2 separate regions of the Mus musculus genome follow, and region 2 is linked to region 1. Evidence: chromatin contacts called from public Hi-C data. All regions are on one chromosome and are shown on one strand. The core of a region is the stretch at or near the end of the contact, and the rest is flanking DNA. Distances in the headings are between cores, read along the strand shown. Region 1 overlaps Adamtsl1 (ADAMTS-like 1). Region 2 overlaps Saxo1 (stabilizer of axonemal microtubules 1).

The links. Hi-C and Micro-C count contacts between places; a contact is called where the count stands out from the background.
Region 2: a Hi-C map of uterus shows a contact between it and region 1, with 6 times the contacts expected there. The contact joins two enhancer-like sites. A contact is called at or near these places in 8 of 39 promoter capture datasets (the 3T3-L1 cell line, embryonic stem cells, frontonasal cranial neural crest and 3 more), 1 of 15 datasets of contacts at CTCF or cohesin (the NIH/3T3 cell line), 6 of 484 Hi-C or Micro-C datasets (embryonic stem cells, tail fibroblasts and uterus) and 3 of 115 datasets of contacts at active chromatin or transcription factors (differentiating embryonic stem cells, embryonic stem cells and fibro-adipogenic progenitors).

What each region holds. Positions count from the first base shown.
Region 1 is chr4:86,117,678-86,122,049 of GRCm38.p6, reverse strand. All of the region lies in intron 3 of Adamtsl1 (ADAMTS-like 1), which reads right to left. Among named protein-coding and RNA genes, the nearest start is that of Adamtsl1, 66 kb to the right of the region's middle. Within about 2 kb of position 2,344, at least 9 of the 459 cell types and tissues checked have an H3K27ac peak or open chromatin away from gene starts, as enhancers often do. A contact at or near this core is called in uterus, where this site is marked.
Region 2 is chr4:86,543,111-86,547,153 of GRCm38.p6, reverse strand. The region is part of intron 1 of Saxo1 (stabilizer of axonemal microtubules 1); the gene reads left to right. Among named protein-coding and RNA genes, the nearest start is that of Saxo1, 13 kb to the left of the region's middle. Within about 2 kb of position 1,348, at least 14 of the 459 cell types and tissues checked have an H3K27ac peak or open chromatin away from gene starts, as enhancers often do. A contact at or near this core is called in uterus, where this site is marked.

The DNA.
Region 1 (4,372 bases), core at 1,095-3,594:
TGACCCGGGCTTTGTGATAAGCTAGAGTTCATATGGTAGACTGAATGATTCCTTAGATATTATTGTGAGTCTGTGTACCAATTCTAAACCAGTATTTTTCTGGGTAAGAATAGCCAACCATTATAACTAGCAAACACCTAACCTAAGCCTAACCTAAGAAAGAAACTGTATTAAAAGGGAGGAGCTTTGTAAGTCTGCACTTCAGCCAAAGGTGAGGTCTGGTGTTCTTACTCTAGAATACCTGGAACCTGTCACTAGCAAGACAATGAAAAGTTCCCCCATGCTGCCAGAATAAGACTAATCTTCAGAGGCTCAAAATGACCTAATAATTTACCGTTTAAAAATAATGTCTCCTTTGGGGTTGGAGCTATCAGAGAGCTTGTCCAGCACATAGGAATGAGGAGAGACTCTGGGCTGATCTGCAGAATGACATATGGGCATTATGGCACATACCTGCAATCCCAACACCTAGGAGACAGAAAAAGGAGGCTCAAGAATTCAAAGTCTTCCTTGGTTACACAGAAAGTTGAAGGGCATCCTGGGTTATATGAAAGGCTGTTTAAAGCTCAAAAAGTCGACTTAGAGCATTTTGTAAAATGGGAGGATGTTGAAGAATGGTAGGGCTACAGTAGCAAAGTGTCATATGCTAAGTGGACCGAATGTTTGATATTTATGGATTATTCATATATAAGTCCAAGTTTAAGGTGTCTGAAGTCCTGGTTACCTTGGACACCTCTCTTCTTGGCTGGGGATGGCTGCTCCCCCTCCCCTCCCCCCTCCCCTCCTCCTCCTCCCCCTCCCCTCCCTCTCTCTCTCTTTCTTCCTCTTCCTCCTCTCTCCCTTTCTCTCTTCTTTTCCCTGCTCTTTCTGCTTTCTCTCTTCCTCTGTATATCTGTGTCTTTGTACATCCTGATCTCCTTACCAGCTATGCTGTATTGGAATCCAGCCTAATGTCTATGTGGCTTAACTGTTCCTATGAAGATATCATCAGATAGGCTTATATTCTAGCATACTGGGATGCTGGGACTTCATGCAAATGAGAGGATGCAAGGAAAGTCACCCCAGGTGGGAAGAGGGTGCAGAGACATTGTTGAGACCAGTACCACGTTATAGGTATTGCCTCAGTGTTCGTGAAGATGACCCAGGATTTGGGATGTTTTTAATGTTTCAAACACGAATACAAAACTAATTGAGTAACTTAAAATACTTCTATCAAATCTCTTTATCTTTAATATTTTATTAAAATTATACTACCAATAGAAAATGTACATTTTTCTTTCTAAACATGTAGAAACACTATAAAGAATGAGAACTGTGACTCCACTTATTTAGTCCCTTCCTGTCTGACATTAAGTAATCTCTGCAATTCATTTGATGCATATCCTTCAAGACCTGTAGCTATATCACACACCCATGCTCAGATCCTCAGTCTACCTTAGGAAACCTTAAAGCAAGAACACTGTATTATATATATATATATAATATACATAAAATAAATACCTACAAATATATATATATTGTAGACTAAGTTTTTCAAACTTAGGAGAACTTAGAAGAACTTTATAGCTTTATGTATATATTCTTATTATTTTAAATGATTTCTAGCATTCCGGCATTGGCGCATCAGTTTTCCTGGCGGATTCTCTTCTATGTGTTTTTACTTTTAAACTACCACAAACATTGTATTCATGTGCTTCTTTGTATATTTATGAACCAGGTATTTTGACAGGTGGTAAATGGAGATTAGAGAAGGTTAATACATTTGTTTCAAGCATATAGATAGTCGTGGCAATGCTCCAATTCAGAAAAGACCCACTCTTTGAGAGAATCAATATGTCTGTCAGACTTCAGTGTCCCTGGAATACAACAGTGAAGAAGAGATCGTTATGTCCCTGCCCCCTACTTCTCTGATCCATATACCTAAGCTCTCTCAGATACTCTCCAAGTACAGCATGCATCTAGAATCTAGAGGGAAGGAGACACTGATCTTCAAAACTAGTGGCTGCCATCCTTCCTAATGCTGTGACCTTTAGTATAGTTCCCTGTGCTATTGTAACCCCCAACCATAAAATTATTTTGTTGCTACTTCATAACTATAATTTTTTGCTATGAATCTTAATGTAAAATCTGATAGGTGACCCCAAAGGGGTTATGACCCATAGGCTGAGAACTGCTCCGTAAACCTACCAGAAGAAGATATGTCCAGGCCAACCTATACTGATCTCAGAGGTGATATCAGCACAACAGAATTTTCCAATTTTCAAACTGCCTGAGACAAGGCATGAAGAAAGGATGCGTCTTGTGAGAAGCACATTTCTTTGGTCCATGCTGGAGGGAGTGAGTCAGCCACAGGGAGAAGCAGCCAGGATGCTGAGGGTAACCTTGGAAGACCCTCTGGTAGGTGGGGATCTTGAACATTTATTAGGAAGAAACCAACATTCTTTCCCTCAGAATTTCCTTCCCACTTAAGAGACTTTGTACTTGAGGTTAAGAAATCCCTCCATGCCTTCTATATATTTTGCCTGAGAGGGGCTGGCTTGCAGCCTGGGGGGAAGAAGAAACACAGAGTGGGTGGTTAGAGCAGCTAGTTTCTAGTCAGCCTCCTCTTCCCAACAGAGCCCATCACTCTGAGTGAGCGGCTAGGAATGCCCCTATAAATAACATGCTGGCTGAGTCCAGATTCTAGCTCAGATAAATATCTCACCTCTTTCCCCACAATAGGCCCTGTGCTGCACCTCATAAAACCACACACGAGGGTCTGAAGCAATCTAGGCCCCTTCATGCCTTGCCCTTCACACATACTAACTAGTCTCCAATGTCACCTCAGAGAGAACTTCCTGACCACCCATGCACAGCAAGCTCCCCAGTCCCTCTCCACCACACCACCCTGCTTTGCTTTTTTTTTTTTCCACAGCCTCTATTATGTAAAACTGTCTTCTTTCTTTGCTTAGATGTTTACTCTCTGTTTTCACCAGCTAACTTTGAACTTTTTGAGAGTCTGGACTACATCTTTCTTTGTCATTAGCATCTCTAGCACCTAGGTAGCATGCTCTCAGCATGGTAGGTCTCAGTTGGATTTGTTAAGTGAATTCCATCCTCATTTCTCAAAATCATTCTCTTATTGTAGCTTGAAACCTATTCCCTCTCATCTTTCAAGGATCCACTCAAGTGACATTTTACTGGAGATGCCATTCATTCATCATGTATGCAGATTTTGTTCACAGCACTACTGATGCCCTAGTAATTTTTTTTAGGATACCCATAGGGCAAAAGAAAGACACACCAGTTTCACTTAGAAGTAGCTATGTCCAAGCAACCCGTTAAGAATTGGTGTCCTAGTCACTTGGTATCAGTTTGAAAGAGCAATACATACAACTCCAAAAAAAAAAAAAAAAAAAGGATTTTGTTTCACTCCTATTTTCTTACCAATGGATGCAATTGTGTGTTGGGGACTTTACAGCCTCTCTAAGCGTGAGTCACATCAGGCAGTATGCTGGATAGTTTAAGGTCAATGTGACACAGGCTAGAATCATCTGAGAGGAGGGCACCCAACTGAGAGGTCCATAAGGTTGGGCTGTAGTCACACCATAGAACATCTTCCTAATTAGTGTTTGATGTGTAGCCCCAGCCTATTGTGAGCAGGACTATTCCTGGGATTGTGGTCCTGGTTCTATAAGAGAACAGGCTGAGCAAGCAGTGGTAAGCGAGCTAGTAAGCAGCACCCCTTCATGGTTCTCTGCATCAGATCGTGTCTCCGGGTTCCTGCCCTGTTTGAGTCCTGTTCTGAGTTCCTTTGATGATGAACAGTGATATTGGAAGTCTGAAACTAATACTCCCTCTCCTCTCCAAGTTGCTTTCATCACAGCAATAGTAACCCTAGTTAAGGCAGGCTGTGTCACTGTTACTCTCCATCTAGCACTGGCCACTCTTTACTCTCATTAGGAAAGCCTATGCTCCATTAAAAGTAAAGATGCTGTAGAGGAGAGAACAGTGCTTGAGAGATTTGTGTATTGTTCAATGGGTGCCGGGAAGTGCTGTGGTTTCTTTTCATGTTGAAGATGTCCTAAGGCAGTTGTGAGTTTCCTGATTCCTCCAGCACTGGGTATCACGTGAACATAGGGTGAAACAATCAGATGGTGTCCTGATGGGACTTTTTAGCTTCCTGTGCCCACCTCCACATGGACAGTGCATACCACACTTTATTTGGTTGTGTGTCTGTGGCTGTTCTTGACATAATAGACTTTCATTTCCTCAAGGACAGATGTCCTGCCTTTATCCTGATAGCAGCAGCCCCTAGAATCTACGGTGCAGAATACGAGCTGGAAAGTCAACAGATGTTGGTGACATATATGGTTACACAAGGTGGGGAGTG
Region 2 (4,043 bases), core at 99-2,598, 430 kb before region 1:
TTGTTTTTTTTGAGACAGGGTTTCTCTGTATAGCCCTGGCTGTCCTGGAGCTCACTTTGTAGACCAGGCTGGCCTCGAACTCAGAGATCTGCCTGCCTCTGCCTCCCAAGTTGCTGGGATTAAAGGTGTGCACCACCATGCCTGGCTAATGTTCTCGTTCTTAATAGCTGAGTAGTATTCCATTGTGTAAATGAACCACATTTTCTGTGTTCATTCTTCTGTCATGGGACATCTTGATTGTTTCCAGCTTATGGCTATCACAAATAAGACCCCTATGAATATAATGGAGCATGTGTCCTTGTGTCATGGTGGCGCATCTTTTCAGTATATGCCCAGGGGTGGTATAGCTGGGTCTTCAGGTAGATCTATTTCCAATTTTCTGAGGAACCTCCAGATTGATTTCCAGAGTGGTTGTACCAGCTTGCAATCCCACCAGCAATGGAGGAGTGTTTCCTTATTTCTTGAGACCTAGAGTTCACCAATTTGACTAGGCTGATGGACTAGTCAGCCCTAGGAATCTCCCATGTCTGCCTCCCCAGTACTGGGGCAGCATGCACAGGCCGCTGCACTCAGCTCTTTTACACAGGTTCTGAGGAAATACTTTACTGACTGAGCCATCTAAATCCCCGCCTTTCAGTTCCATTTCCACCTCCTTCCTAGCTGGGATTGCTCATGGTGCTATTACAGTATCATTAAAAAAACAAACAACAAACAAACCATTAAGATCATATGACTTGGGTAATTTAAATAGCCCCTACCCTACCCCCATCCTATGAGAACAGAGTCTTGCTATGTACCCTTGGCTGGCCTGGAACTAGATATGTAGACCAGCTTTACTTCAGACTCGTGGAGATCCGCCTGCCTCTGCCTCCCAAGTGCTGGGATTAAAGGCGTGCACCTTCTAGATCTTTGCCTATGACAGTTCTTCATTGACTTGGGGTAGACTTAGAATTTACCCCCATGTGTCCTGTCTCCCAGACTCACTGGACTGTGCTGGCTACACTGATGTTCTGGCTGCTGACAATACTCTCTAAATTAACTACTCAGCGACACCAAACCACTCGAATATGGCAACTGAGCAGGGCCCAAATATTTTTTTTCAAATCATTAGAATGGTGTTTAATATCATGCAACACCTTCTGGGTTAAAGTCTTGAGTTTCTGGATTCTCTTGAAAAACCAAAATGACATGGCGGTTGTGTGCCTGTCTTTGTAAGAGGTAATGGCCAGGTGATACCCTGAGAAGACAGGCAGGCTTTTCCCAAATTGTTCTTGGAGAAAAGTAAGGGGGAATACCCAGGAAGTTTTTCCTCCTATTTCCCACAAGAGGGCAGTCTAATCTCTAAGACAGTAGATGCCTCTGGCTTTGTAAAGCTGCAGATATGACTTTGGTGAAATAATTTGTTCAGGCACCCACCTAGGTTTGAACACAAATCAGAATACAGCGTGGGCTTTGCTCTTTACGTCCATATTTTCACTGACTCCTGTCCTCGGGCCTGGTGCTCTGCCCCACCTGCAGCTCCCGAATCTTAACAAGCTTCTGTGTGAAAATCAGAAGGGGGACTTTTTGATTCTGTAGCGTCAGAGCCACAAGTTCAGCTGAGAGGGCAGCTATAAGAAGTCTAACAGGGGCCTTGTAAGGCAGGATTCTTTTTAGGGAAACACCCCAAGCCACAGAAATGGTCTCAAAGCCTAACATCTCTCGAGGCACTGTTTTGTGTTTCCTTTTTAGCTAGAGTCTTCTTCCCTGGTCTTGATCTATGTAGTTGAAGGTGACCTTGAGCCCCTACCCTCTTGCCTCCCACCTCCCAGGTACCAGAAACAGGCATTTGCTACCACATCAGGTTACCACAGTGCTCCAGATGGAGTCCGTGGCCATGGGTGTGCTAGGCACACCGTCTACCAACTGAGCTTTGTCTCAGCTCTTGGTGGTAATTCTTACTGGTGGAGAATCCCGAGGCAGAGCACACAGCCACAGGCATGCCCTGACGCTAACTAGGCCCTGAGGAGATGCTATGTAAACCCAGATGCTTGTTAATTCAGAATGAGACACATCTGCTGACGAGACCCAGAAAACTCAGTTTTTGCTAACTAGCATATTTTAATTTCAGGGAAAAAAAAAACCAACCCAAAACAAAGAACAAAACAAAAACAACCAGAAGTTAAAATATAAATTAGAGGCCCACACAAGGGTGGTGATATAATCTGACATTGAGGGTTCCTGTGATGTATCTAAGCCCTACACCAAGGGACTCAGAGTTTGTGGCGGCTCCCTTTCTCTGGCCGCGCTACGGGTAACTTGTTGTAGCTCCTTGCCTCTCTGTTCTCTGGCCCCACCTCTCCACATCTGTCCAGATGTACCTATCATGAGCTCACCCCATGAACTCATAACTAGGTATTCTAGATAAAGCTAATATTAAATTGGGTGTACTGGATATTATATATGTGTGTGTGTATCCCCATACATGCGCATACACTCTTGTGTATATATATGTATATTCATGTACCATATATTCATGTAATATATATTTATATAATATATATACAATATATATGTAATATAATGTAATATAACTTGTTGTGTATCCTGTTTTCACCCTAGCTTCCACCACGTTGGTTGCCCATAATCACAAAGGACCCTGACTCAGTCTTGGGTTTTACATTTTTGGGGTTAGTTCTGGCCATGCTAAGACCTTGAGTATCTATTGACATTTTTGCTAATTTTTTATTCATAAGCTTACTTGGAAGGATCTCCATGGGTCCCAGTGCATCTCCTTCTGTTGGTTATGTTAAAACCATCTCTGCCCTGCATTTCTAACGCAGCAGTTGCAGTGTTTGGTTGACAGTGTGTCGCTTCCATCCCTGCCTCCCCAGTGGGAAGTGAGAGTGGGCTCAGATGCCTCATTAAGTAGCTTGATAGGATTTGGAGAAATAGGGCAGTTAGAAATGAGTTATTTGGTACTAAAGTGCAGTGAAGCATGTATTTAAATGCCTATTTAGTGCTTCAAACCTGGCTTTGGCTCATGGTGCTGTTAGGAGAAGTAGGAGACTTAGTTCTATTTTTAAATCTATGCAACTGGCTGGCCATGCAAAACAGCTAGAGCAGTGTGGGCCACCGCTGTGCATAAACCTTAGCCATCTTGAGCTGTCTTTTGTAATCTTTTCAAGAAGTCCTTAATATTTGAAAGAGATTGTGTAAGGCAATGTATGTAAAATGCAAGCCCTGAGCTTGGTGTGCGGTGGAATGTCCCTCATTCGGCAACAGCCACAGTAATTGGGTCTAATGAAAGGTTTCCTTTCTGTAGTCTCACAAGAAGGAAGACTTTCCAGACCCACGGATCCTGTTAATCACACTGAAAGTTCCTAAAACAGCTGTGTATGTATACTGATTTTTTTTCTTAGATACTCCTCAAGATGGAATTATGAAGCTTTGATTTTGTTTACTTTGTAAAAATCTGTCATATGAATATGATGTATCGTGATCGAATTCACCCTTCACCTTCTCACCCCACCTCCTCAGGATCCCATTCTCTTTTGTGTTGTAGCCCTTGCGCTGTTCTCGCCTCAGTTTGCTTGCCATTTTGTTTCTTTTGCTAAGACGGTTTCACTGTGTGGCTCAGGCTGGCTCCCACCTTTGTGATCCCTCTGCTTCTTGGTACTGAGGCTACAGCCACTTGGTTTGTGATTGCTTTTTACCACAATCCCCTACTTTTCCTGGGTTCAGTTTAGGCTGCTCTCGAACTCACTGTGTTAGCAGAGGCTGGCCTTGATTTCCTGGTCTTTCTGGCGCCACTTCCGCTGGGGCCGCAGGTATGTGCTTGTGACCCTGTCTTTGTAAAGTGCTTCTGTGAAAGTATTTGTAGAGGGCTTCTGGAAAGCCAGCTAACCGGAGTGTATTTCTTCATAAAGAGTAAAAAGTACAAAAGAGTTTCAACAGGAGTCCAGAGTGAGGCCTTAGGGGTGGCTTGAGTGTTTTGGGTGTTCGGAATCCTTTTGCTTCGGATCTTGTTGCTGTGTTAGGCCTTCTGGAGGTGTGGTCTCGTC